Linked DNA regions of Mus musculus: region 1 is linked to region 2. Evidence: chromatin contacts called from public promoter capture Hi-C data. All regions are on one chromosome and are shown on one strand. Each heading gives the region's core, a stretch centred on a gene start, on an enhancer-like site or on the middle of the called end of the contact. The rest is flanking DNA. Distances are from core to core; before and after follow the strand shown. Region 1 holds the start of 4930579K19Rik (RIKEN cDNA 4930579K19 gene). Region 2 holds the start of Clstn2 (calsyntenin 2).

Evidence for each region. Promoter capture Hi-C pulls out the DNA fragments that hold promoters and counts their contacts.
Region 1: a contact with region 2 is called in a promoter capture Hi-C map of hippocampal neurons, with 7 times the contacts expected there. The contact joins the promoter of 4930579K19Rik here to the promoter of Clstn2 in region 2. A contact is called at or near these places in 1 of 39 promoter capture datasets (hippocampal neurons), 1 of 484 Hi-C or Micro-C datasets (embryonic stem cells) and 5 of 115 datasets of contacts at active chromatin or transcription factors (astrocytes, embryonic basal ganglia, embryonic forebrain and 2 more).

What each region holds. Positions count from the first base shown.
Region 1 is chr9:98,560,075-98,566,367 of GRCm38.p6, reverse strand. It overlaps 4930579K19Rik (RIKEN cDNA 4930579K19 gene), which reads left to right and starts at 2,757. Exons shown (of 1, transcript NR_029444.1): 1 at 2,757-3,908. It overlaps Copb2 (coatomer protein complex, subunit beta 2 (beta prime)), which reads right to left and starts at 2,637. Exons shown (of 22, transcript NM_015827.2): 1 at 2,545-2,637. The coding sequence starts at 2,547.
Region 2 is chr9:98,031,134-98,037,439 of GRCm38.p6, reverse strand. Clstn2 (calsyntenin 2) reads left to right here and starts at 4,273. Exons shown (of 18, transcript NM_022319.2): 1 at 4,273-4,579. The coding sequence starts at 4,465.

The DNA.
Region 1 (6,293 bases), core at 1,508-4,007, 530 kb before region 2:
AAAGGGTTTACTCCTGTTCATAAAGGCCTTTTGAATTTACAGATACATACTGAAAAACAGAACAATTTTAAACAAATTTAAGCCATAAAATAGTAACAGTTTAAAACTGTCCTTCTCCAGTCAGACCACAGCTATGAACAGTTCTGAACCACAGAACAGAAAATGATTTGAGCAAGCGACTGTGTTCCGTCTCTCCCAGGGAAGCCATTCCAGAAGAAAAGTTAGTTCATTCCACAGTGAAGTCCTGGAACACTCTCTCTTCTTCCACTCTTTCTTGTAGGCTCGTTTAAAATGCACTTCCCCTTCCATAAGCCTAGCGCACAACCTGGACCTTACTGCCAGGATGAGTTACTGTGCTGGTGCCTCTGTGCTGTTCCCTAACAGTCATGAATTCAACAGAAAGCGAAGGTTTGCTTCTCAGCACAAAACTGAGGACCCGGCAGAGGGAATGCCCTGAAACAGACACCTAACAAGGCTCTCAGTCTCCTCTCTCTGTGTGTCTGTTTGACACATGTACTTCTAACTGTTCTTCATTGTTTGCTCTTCACTTCCAAAACCAGCTTTAGGCCCGTGCTCTAACTAGTCAGTTCTCGTGAGAACACCTCCACTGTCATGCAGCCCTGCCCATCTCTAACATACTCAAGCCACCATCTTTAAATCACAAGCTAATCTCAGGGGAGCAAACCTTTTCGATGATTTCTAAATGTTTGCCCCACTAATTACTGTCACAAAATTTAACTTCTCCCTCTCATCTTTGAGTCAACAACAAGCAGGAAGTATGTTATGCCAGGAGCCATAGTGGGATCTTCAACATAACATAAGCCCCCACATCCAAGTAAGTATGTGTAAGTGTGTGGTGTGTGTATGTGTGTGTAAAATAGGATTGTTAGGATAATCCTAACAAGGTTTTCAAATTGATTTTTCAAAATGGCTAGGGATCTCTGAACTACCTAGTATATAGCTGCACATACCCCAAAGTAAAGACACCCATTTTAAAATGTGCATTACTGCAGGCAAGCGCTCCTGGAGTCATACTTACCATCCCAGTCATGAGTGTTTTAAAGATATCATACCAGGTCTTAGACGATTAAACTACTCACACTGCATCCTCAACTCCAGACTTAGTTTAAATGCCACTGCCACCATTATGCCCTTTCTGATTAGCCTAGCCAGAGGATTCTTCCCCATCCACGTACACAGCTCTTCTTGCTTGTGGAGTGGTTTATTTCTGAAGGGCAGGCTCAGTGCTTATCCAGCTCCTTCTCTCCACACCATATGTATTTGGGAATACGGGAGGAACAGGTAGTATAGATGAGGTCCACAGTCTTGCTAGAAGCCTCAGCTGCAGCGCTCATGTCAGACACATGGTAGTAAGTTTAATTAACACCCAAGGTTTGACTTGTATAACAGGGATAATAATAATATCTCTCTTAGCATTCTGAGAATTAAAATCAGAGTTCAGTTAGAGCAGAGCACGGCTTATAGTAACCACCATAAACATTACTCATAATTATCCACAGGCTGCGGTGACAATCAGCTGGTAAATGTTTAGCAAAATGCAGGACAGTGAAATGCTCCTATGGTGAGTGAGCAAATAAATAAAGTCATGTTTTGTACTTTTTACTCGAGACTTAAAATACAGCCATCTTTTAGTATCTCTGCACATGGTTCCAGTATCCTCCACCAAATCAAAACGCTCACGTTCAGTTATTTAAGTGCTTATAATTTACCCATCACTCCTGGTCATCTCTAGATTAGTTAGAACACCGATACAGGGGTCAAAGTTGTAAAGAGTCGTTGTATACTATGACAGCACATGTTCACACAACAGTTTTCCTCAAATGTCTTCCACCGAAAGCTGGTTCAATGTGTGGGTATGGAACTCACAAACATTGAAGAAGGAAAGTCAATTTTTAATTGACTATTAAAAATATGTCTCAAAACTAAGTTAGGCAGATCTCAGGGCCTTCCCCAAAAAGGTCATCCTCTGTGTGCACAGAAGGCCCAATCAACATCAACTAGAAAACGACGAGCTGGGCTGCCATAGCATTTGAAATTTCACCTCTGGCTCCATATACATTTAACTTTGTTTAGTTCTGGTTTTCCTCTGCTTAAGTTTGCAATGTGGTGCCTGCACACTACCAAACACCTCACGCAACCTGGAAGGTGGGTTAGCAAGCACCACCCTCAATGACAGAATAAAGTGACTTGGTCAAAGTTGCCTTTGGCATCCGAGTCCTGACTCTAGCATTTACTTGCACTACCGGACCCGGTGCAGACTGCAAGGGCACTGACAGGCGCCCTGACCGCCCTGAGAGTCGGGGGCGCCGCTCCTTCGCGGGTACCCAGTTACACTACTGTGTCACCACGGCAGCCTCCCGGTCTGGCCTTCTTCCTCCCAGGACGCCAACGGGACAGGAGGACCCCGTCAGGCCGCAGCAGTAGCAGCGCAGACCGCTTCTAGCTACTGCTCCTAGCCAAGAAGCCCCGGGAACCCGCCGCAGCCGGTGGGCTCCACTCTCTGTCCCCTGAGGCCCGACTTACCATGGCTCCGACTGTCCGAGCGAGCCCCTGCCCGTCACAGGCTCAAGGCGACACACTCAGGAACCCACCGACCCGTGGACCGGCCAACCCACTGACGTGGAACTTCCGGGAAGCGACTCTCGCGGTACTCGGAGCCAGGCTCTGCGCCTGCGCACACCCTCCGTAAGGCGGTCCGTGCATGGTCCCGCCCCAGTTTCCTAGGTAACGCGGACTTCCGCGTCTCCCGCTGCTGAGCTGGCTGATGGAGTGTATTGCTGTGGCCAGAGTTGGGCGGTGACTAGCGGCGGTCTGGGCTGCTCACCTTCGGTCAGTTTCAGAAAGGCAAGAAGATGGAGCGCAGTGCTGGATTCCTGCTGAACGTCGGCAGCAGTGGAGGGGCCCGGAAGCGCTATCCGAACAGCGTGAGCCTCTGGCAGAGAAAAGAAAGCTCTAAAACTGTGTACTCCAGCGGGCTCCGGAACGGGGCCCAGAGCGGTGTCTGGGTCTTGGGTGAAACCGACCGAGGCGGAAAAGATGTGGGCGCGGCTCCCGCCTTTGAGGCTCCGAGGAGCCCTGAGATCTTGGTTCTGGAGGCTCCCGGAGGCAGTCGGGTGATTACCCTTCAAAGAGCATCCACCGGGTCGTTTGTTTGGCTATGTACCTTCAGTTGGTGGTACTGCCACATCACGTAGGAGTCGTCTCCGTTTTATTGATTGGAAATGTAAGACTCAAAGAACTCAGGTTTACTGGCCAAGATGGCATAGTAAGTAGTGTTGTTAAGATCTGGGCTCAGGGGAGAATACGCCCTGGAAGCCCAGTGCTCTATCTGCTATGCCAAAATAGCTCTTTAATAAATTAGTTGAATTTCAAAAAAATGATTGCCAGGAAAAGTGCAAATACATTGTGTATCGATTTCACACACCTTTTAAAAAGATAATGCTATGAAACAAATGGAAGTTGCCCTTAGCTCCTTATAAACCTCTAGTTGGAGAAAAGCCTAGGTTTCCAGAAAGGAATTGTATAGCCTGAGAGAAGTAAGGGTGAGTTTTCATTAGGTAGTGCCTGGCTCTTGGGAGATTTATAGGCCTCAGTTTTTCATATACAAAAAGTCAGATAGTTTTCAAAGATCCATTTTTACTATTCTGTCAGTAAAAACAAATTTTCTCTCAGTAATGAGATTTTTACATAATTGACATGAATAATCACATAATCGCATACTGTAGCGCAACCAATTGCAAGAATTAGTTGAAACTTTTTAAAATGTGAACTATATCTAGTGTGGAGAATAGCTGGGCTTCTATTATTTTTGATTCCTTAATTCTCTTTGCATTTTTAATTTGACACAGTATCAATAAATATAAAATAAAATAACATCTCCATTCCACAGAACCTGTTGATAATACTTAAATCTATATAACACCTGTAGTTTACCTGCTGGAGAGTTAAGCCCCCACCTGCCGTGCTCATTTTGTGTCTCCATCTTTTGCTGCTGCAGGTCAGCAACATCAAGTTCTGCAATAGTGACTATGATCAGCTCTTAGCCAGGCCATAGCGTACCCATGTAACCACAAACCTTGAAGATCTGCGAGTTCAATACCAGTTTCTGCAAGACTCTCTCTCTCTCTTTTAATCTTTTAAAACTTATGTACTGAATTTCGGCTATATGAAAAGTTATGCTAGGTACTATCTTAAGAGAATACCTCTAAAACTCTGGACTTGGGTTTTAATTGTAAGAAATTTCAAGAAAATAATCAAATACATAAACACACACACACATAACTCTTAAGTGTTCAATTGTGGGCTTAAAACAAAATCTCTTGTTTACTCTGGCTTAGAGGCATGTGGAAGGTTGGGAAAATAGCTCTGGGGAAGAAAAGAACTATGGTCAAGCTTAGCAAATTGGTAGAGGGTTTCCCAAGGGGTTGATTGCTATTGATAACAAGCTTAAAGTCTTAGCTGGTCAATCTCTAGGACGGCTGCTTCATCCCAAGTGGGCATCCCTTCCAGCATCGATTTAGCAGTACCGTGTGTACACCCCAGCCCCACCCCCATCTGTTCTAGTTTGACTTCAGTGGCTGTGATAAAACACTGAGCAAAACCAGCCTGGGAGGAAAGGCTTTCTTTTACCCTAGAAGATGCAGTCGGTAACTGAGGAAAGCTAAGGCAGGAGCTGCAGACAGGACCAGGCTTGAACCTGGGAGGGAAGAGTAGGAGCAGAGTCCACAGAGAAGTGCTGCTTTCTGGCTTGTTCTCCATGGTTTGCTGGGTTCCCAGGGTGGCACAGCCAACAGTGGGCTGGGCCCACACATGTCAATCATTAAGAAAAGACACCCAGACTTGCCTCCAGGCCAGTCTGATAGAGGGATTGTCTCCACTGAGATTCCCAGATGACTTGAACTTGTGACAAGTTAACAAAAAGTTAACTAGTCCACATCATATTTCCACTTCCTTCTAAGAGGCTGCGACAATGAAAATTCTTCAAGGAAACGATGTTTTGTTTGTTTTTGTTGTTGTTGAATACATATATATCAGCTTAGCAGAGAAATAGCATGAAGAAGCAGCTAGCTGCTCCCCTGGAAGGGCTACAGTCTATAAGGAGGAAAGATCAGTTAGGCAGGAAACATTGCATACTGGGCAGAATATGACTAACCTTAGGGAAAAGCAAGAACAGAAGAAAATGCCCAGCTTAGTTAGAGGATAACAAGCCTCAGTACACAGACTTCGAGTCAGATCTCAAGTCGTAGAGGGTAAGGTATGTTTTACAGATCAGAATGTTTCACATTTGCGTGGAAAAGAGTATTCATTTGGAAGCAGTGAGGGAGAAGGAAGAAGGGACTGGGATTGGAACCTGAACATTTATAAATAGGGAGGATTGGGGCATTGATACGGTAAACTATTGGAGACCACTGTGCCAGACAACTAACTCGTTCACGTATGTGCCTTTGCTGAGGTATATGACACAATTGAAGAAATGAATTGGGAGAAATAGATTATAAAAATATGGGGCAGGTGTGAAAGTAACAGTACTAAAGGTTATTGAGTGTGCACAAGAACTCACCATTGGGATTCATATGGTAAATCTAAAAGACTTGTGTTATTTTGTCTTTAACTGAGACCCAAATGGGATGTACATGGTATGCTCTATGTCACATTTCTCAAGATGAAAGACAAACTTGATATTTGTGGTTCAGTCATACTGAAATCGTATCTAGTTTCCCCAATGCCTTTGTACTTTCTCATCCATCTTCCACTCTGTCCAAGAAGCTAGAATAAACTAGATACACAAAGATGGAGTTTGTAGAGCTGACAGAGAAGGAATCATTTTAACGCTATTTTGAATCAAATTAACTCTAAATTTCTAACTAGGGGAATATATGGAATCCCTGAGTGACAGTGGGTCAAGTGAAAAGCCAATTGGAGAAAGACTAGGACAGGGGACAGGGAGAGAGAGAGAGGGAGTCAGGGTGGGGTGTGGGGGTTGCACACTGAGGGATGTCAGAAGACTGGATATACAGAAGGAAGAGAACTCAGGAAGGAGGGAGGCTGCAGTCTTGATGGCTTCAGAGAATCTAAGGAAAATTAGTATTTGCAAAATCTGTTGTGATGCTGAGGGCTTTTAAAATCATATGCTTATCTTAAGGGGTTTTAATTTAAAAACACAAAACATAGTGTTTGGTTGAGCAGTGCTAAGAGAAGCAAGGTTGTAAAGGCTTTAAGTGACAGCATGGCAGTAAAGGGAGTGGTGGGTACTGTTTGCTCAGAGATTGGTG
Region 2 (6,306 bases), core at 3,024-5,523:
TGTCAACACTATACACTCACTTAGGACTTCATTCCCTCTACACATTTACCCAAGGTTTCCTAGCAACCACGACCAAACTGACCGACCAACCAACCAACCAAATTCCTATTGTATCAGCAGCATCTGTCTTTGTATCAGGTTTTCAGAGCAATGTAGAAAATCCAGTGATATATTTAGTTGCTCTAAGGCCATAGAGACCCTGTTTTACCTGCAGAGACGGTGTTGGGGAAACATTTGCAATTCTAGTTTTTTGAGCAAGTTTTCCACCTGTTTTAGTTAGCGTTTCTATTCCTGCAACAAAACACCATAACAACAACAACAACAACAACAACAACAACAATAACAGCAGCAACAGGGTTTATGAGGATTACACATCACCAAAGGAAGTCAGAACAGGAACTCAAGTAAGGCAGGAACCTGGAGACAGGAACTGATACAGAGCCCATGGAGGGGCTGCTTACTGGTTTGCTTCCCCTAGCTTGCCCAGCCTGCTTTATTACAGAATCCAGGACTCCAGCTCAGGGATAGTACCACATGGGCTGGGCCCTCCCCTTTGATCCCTAATTGAGAAAATGCCTTAAATCCCATGGAGGTATTTCCTCAATGGTGAGTCCTTCCTCTCTGATGACTCTGGCTTGCATCAACTTGACACAATACCTAAGCCAGTACACCACCCTTTTCTTCAACCTTAAGTACTTTCAGTTGAATTAAACGTGGGTCATGTAGAAAATTTCCATTTAATTTTCTTTTAAAAAAATAAGTTTCCATAGGTAGGTGTAATTTCTTTATTTTCTTCATTTATTCAGCTTAAGTTATTCAGGGGCTATGTTTTGGGGCTTAATTGGACAAAACATTAATGACCCTAGTGTTTATGTGAGAGCTGTTCCTGTGAGATTCTATTTTCTGGAGCAGGGGATATACTTATTTGTTAAAACTATTGACCCAGATGAGTTGCTGGAGATTTGTTACTGCCTTGCAGGTGGGGCCCTGGATTAGAGGTTTATAGTAGCCAAGGCCTTTAGCTCCTGAAATTCTGAGTGAGGCCTTTAAACAAAAAAGAGCAAGTCAAGGACAAAGAGTGTGCCCCAACAAACCCAGAGCTGTGAATCACCACTTTGGTAATAATTGGTTACTTAAATGGTCATTACTCAGAGGTGATGAAGGATAGCGATTTAAAAAAAGTCAAACCCTAAAGCTACCTTTTCTGATCTGATCCAATTTTTTCATTGTTTATATTTCCCCTGTGCCTCTCCCCGAATCCATCACATATGGGGAAAAGATAGAATGTGGAATTGGGCAGATGTGAATTGATATTCTGCTCAATTATGTGAATGTTGATGTGTTATTCAAACTTTGGGAGGTAGAAATCCGATCACAATAAAGTAGAAAATAGCTACTGCTGTTGCAAGAATTAAAGAAGCCAGGAAATATACCACCCCCATTACCCAGTCCAACATGAGGGAATAGGGTCCATTGGTTGCTGGGCTGCTTGATACAATCCTTGTATCTGGAGTGTACCAGCCGACATGTACTGAATAGTGGTGCACGATATGTACAGAGAGCATGCCTAGAAGTTCTTGTGGTCTGAGTATTTTTAAGATACATTTACTCTAACCCATTTGGTCTTTCCCCTACCCAAGCAAGCCAAATCATGGTTCAACGGGCATTCCATGGCCTTAAAGTAGGTAAAGATGGGGACATTTTTGCATTTATTAAGCATTGACCACGCACAGCATATTGAGTGCCTCATATTCATTTTTCACTTCTTGTAATGACCTTAATGCAGTGGATATAGTATTGCCTAATCAATTACTCCCAAACACAGTGACTTAATGGAACAACCATTTATATTTTTTTAATTGTCAGCTGGACAGTTCTGATGTGTGCCCAGCTTGGCTGATCCTGCCTGAGCTTGTTCATGTGTCTGTGGTCAACGTGTGGGTTATTTGTGCTGATCAGGTTAAAGTAGCATTAGCTGTCTGGAACATCTCAGGGATGTCGTATCAGCGTACACCAATGTCTCTGACTCTCCTGCAGGTTTAGCCTGAGTTTCTTCTTATGACAGGCAGGTGTCCAAGAAAGAAAAAAAAAATCAAGAATGCTACTGTCCAGGGGTAGAGCAAACCACACAGCCAATCTAAAAGCCGGAGTGGGAGAGCGCCATCCAAGGGAACAGCTCCAGAGAACCATGACTAAACAGAGGCTACTGCAGAGCTTAATCTAGCAGACACTCTCATCCTCCTTCACAAGAAGCGAAGGATGAGAGACGTGCTGCACCTGTTGGTAAGCGCCCTTTCCCTACTGTGTTTCTCTGTGATGTTCTTTCCTGGCCATTTCTTTCTTGGGGATGTTTTATAATTCTCTGTTCTGCTTCTTTTCATTCTCTGTTCTGCTTCTCATTATTTGGTCTGAATTTGAAACTTCATGTCAAATACTTGGGACCAGATGACTTTAACAACAGTTAGCTTAAGGACCTCCAGGGATGATGTTCAGTCAGTAAGGAGGTTCTTGTCTGAGTAAACAAGGGGGGTAAATATCAGCCAAATGGGATGGAGCACAAAGGATAAAAAAATGGGTCGATTTTACATTTCTCTCATTCACTGGCTTCTCTGACTTTGCATGGTCAGCATCTACCTCCTTCTGGATTATAACTTTAAAATCTGAGAAGGGTGAGAGGTCTCTTGATGTTGGCTTGGAACTTGGTAGCTCTTTACCTTGGGTAAAGGAGTGACCTTACTCCAGAAACAAGAACAATAGCACAGGTGTTGCTTCATGGACTAAAGGGGACCTGCTGGCCAAAGAGCTGAGTCCCCTGCAGCCACCAGGATTTGCAGCTGTTGAGCACCTCTTGAGGTCTCAAATGTTGAAGTTTGTTTTTAACACCACAGTCTCCCAGTGTGCTGCCAGGACCACACAGGGAGGCTGGGCAGCAGAAGGCTCTTAATGTATTTTATGGCTTGGTTGAGTACTCCGAACTACACTTATTAATTATGAGATGCTGTTCAGTCAGTGTTGCAATATACACATTTGGCTAATTGATTTGTACAGGCTCATATCGAGCAACATAAAGAATGTGCAGGACCATAAAGCGGGGGACTTTAACTGCTTTCATCCCCTTTGGCTTCTCCAAGAGGGACAAAGACCTTGTGTCCTTCATTGCCTAACGGGGCATCCACAATCATTTAGTGCTCAGGAAATGTCTTGAACGGGATGATGAATGAAAGGATAATTTTGTTTGTTTCTGTGTTTTTTGTTTTTTTTTTGTTTTTTGGTTTTTTTTTTTTTTTTTTTTGCCTCATTTCTCAACTGCACATGACCCTTGGATCGTGAGAAAATAGTACATCTATGGAAATATAGTGATTTCTTCCGAGCGGTTAGTTGATTTTACTGGGAACCTTCTTGATCCTTTGGCAGCCTGATGGTGGTTGGGGGTGTATTGTGGTGGAGAACTATATGAACCCCACCTCCAGAGACAGTGTTCCTTGGCTTGAGATTTTAGAAGGCATGATACCAAATGGCATACTCTTACCTAGGTAGTGACAATGTAAAGGTGGCAACTTCTGAGGGAGAAGTTTGAATGTGCTTCCCACTGAAGACTGACAGTTGCCTTTTCTGACTTTAGCTAGTCCTTTTGACTCTAGCAGTGGCTGTGCCTGCTTCACTGAGATGGCACAGAGCCCGGGCATTGCTACGCAGGTCCTAAGTGATCTCTGCCCTACAACTCCTAGAGGCAGTGGCCTTTTGCAGCTCTAGTGAGCGCCTGGCGCCCTCCCCAGACCAGGCGGCATAGAGCGTCCATCCCTAGACCATATCCAAGGGCAGGGTCCACAGAGACAGCATCCTGGCCCCTCCGCAGGGATGTCGGTTCAAAGGGCGCATCACAGTAGGGTCGCCTGCATCTTTACAGAAGGTCCTCGGGCGATCACTTGGTTGTGGCGCTCGCAGTGCCTCGGGGCTGCAGTTTGGAGAGCCGCAGGGGGGGACGCCAGGCCCTAAGGCTCCCCTGGAGCCTCCCGCATGGGTTCCACCCGCCGGAACCGGCGCCTGACCGAGTCGGATCACGCGAGCGAGCGGCATAGGGGATGGCTGTGGAAAGTTGGGGGCCGGAGCTGCGAGGCGGGGGAGCGCGCAACCCCGCGCCGATGTCCGCGTCTCATGAATATGCACGAGCCACCTCCCTCCCTCCGTGACGTCACGGGCCGTCCCGGGGTGAGCGCTGGAGCCGCTCCGGGTCCGCGCCAGTGAGTGCTGCTGTTGCGGGAGAGCGAGCGACGCGGCGAAGGGCAGCGGAGGCGGTGAGTGAGGGCGGCGGCGGCGGCTCCAGAAGCGCACCCGGCAGCTCCAGGGAGGCGGCGCGGCAGGCACCGGCGGACACCAGCGGACGCCAGCGGACACCGGCAGGCGAGGCCGGCGCGAGCGGTAGGAGGCGGCGGCTGCAGCTCGGTGGCGGCTCAGGCGGCGAGGATGCTGCCGGGGAGGCTGTGCTTGGTGCCGCTCCTGCTGGCGCTGGGCGTAGGGAGCGGCGGCGGCAGTGGAGACGGCGGAGACAGCCGGCGGCGCCGCCTCCTCGTGGCGAAAGGTGGGTGCTGGGGAAGTTTGTTCCTCTTCTGGAAGGAAGCAGGGCGGGCTCGAGGGTGCAGACCCTGGACTTACTCGTCTAACACCCGCCCTTTCTTGTGGCAGCTTCGGCTTCTGCGCGCACCGTCCTCGAAGTGTGCGCCCTAAACTGTGGACCCAAGAGGTTCTCCAGCCCAACCTCTGGGCGGGGTCCAGGCGCCAAGGAGAAGGGGAGGTCTATGGAGTATAGAGAACTTTGGGGGCCCTGTGTGCTGGGGTGGGAGCATCGCGGGGCTTGGCTCAGGGATGCTTTGAGCAAGGCAGGACATGGGCGCTGTAGCGGGGGCTGGGGAGTGGGTGAAGCAGGTGTCTGTCTGCTTCTGCTTTGGGGGCAAGAACCAGGGGCGTCTTCAAAGCAGCGAGACGAGCTGGACTGGCACTCCAGCTTGAGGATGGCGTGGGAACTTGTAGGCTCCTGAAAGCCTTGCCCGCACCCAGGCGCTCCTCCTGCTCCTCCGCAGCGCGGGCTCTGGCTCCCCTGGGAACTCACGCCCTCAAGATGGGCAGAGTCCGGAAGAAGCGCGGGATGTGATGGTTGCTACTGCGGCTCACACTCTGCTTTTCTTCGGAGGACCGAGCCTCCGAGCCTAGAGCTCCTCTCTGGTCTTTATAGTTGATCTTGACCTCTCTAATCCTCTAAGATTCTCCTGAACGCTGGCGTTATCAGGGGAACCTGAAGCCCGCAAGCCCCAGACTTTGACAGCTGTCTGGGAGCGCTGGGAGAAGCGCAGGTTGGGGAGCCTGCATCTGGAGGGCGGGTCTGGAACAGAAGGTCACGCGGTAGCCAAAAGCTGGGAAGCATCGCAGGAGCCCAATTGGGGTGGATGATGGTGGGCTCAGGGAGACTGTAGCAGATTGCAGGATGGAGCGTTTGGCTTAAGTGGTAACTTGTTGATTCTCTGCACTGTTGACGAGGAGGGCGTGCTTTTGATTTCTGCCAGGTGAACGGGTGACATATGGTCCTTGGAATTCTGTCTGGCGATATTTTGAAAACAGAGTTTTTGTCCTTGTTGGAAAAAGATTCCCAAGTAGAGACAGCTTGATTTAGAGGTTTGTTGGCTGAGCTGGTATGAAAAGCACAGCAGCCTGGATCTCTCCGGAGACAGGGCAATTGGGGAAGCAGGCCATTCCATTTGCCTTGTCTGGACTTTGAGAGCGGCCTCTCCTGACATTTGCAAGTGATAAATTTGGGAAAAGAGGTGCTCCTATTCTTTTTAATCTATTGATTTCTGGTGACATAAAATGGAAAAGATTTTATGCACAGGTGTCTTTCTAACACGTACCTCTCCTCTTCCTCAAGGAGTTTCTTTTTCCCTTTCTTTCTTTCTTCCTTTCTTTCTTTCTTTCTTTCTTCCTTTTTTCTTTCTTTCTTTTTTTCTTTTTTTGAGAAGACAGAAAAATTCATCATGAAAATGTCTTTTTAAAAGTGGTATGGTAAAAGGTTGTCTGTATGAAGGGACCAATGTACTATGCTGTTGCTGTTGTTCTGGTGAAAATAAGGATAGAAACCGAGCGTCCGAACAGTCTGTTCTTCCAGTACGGACACTTTGACAGGTAGGCAGATTTCATCCTTTCAGGGGAGCTCACGGTGAGTAAGGATTAGAGAAGGAGTAATTTGGGAAGAGAGCCCCTCCTGTAACACCTTGCTGAGTTTGCCAAGAATGGGAAATGAGAGGAGAGGGAGAGAAC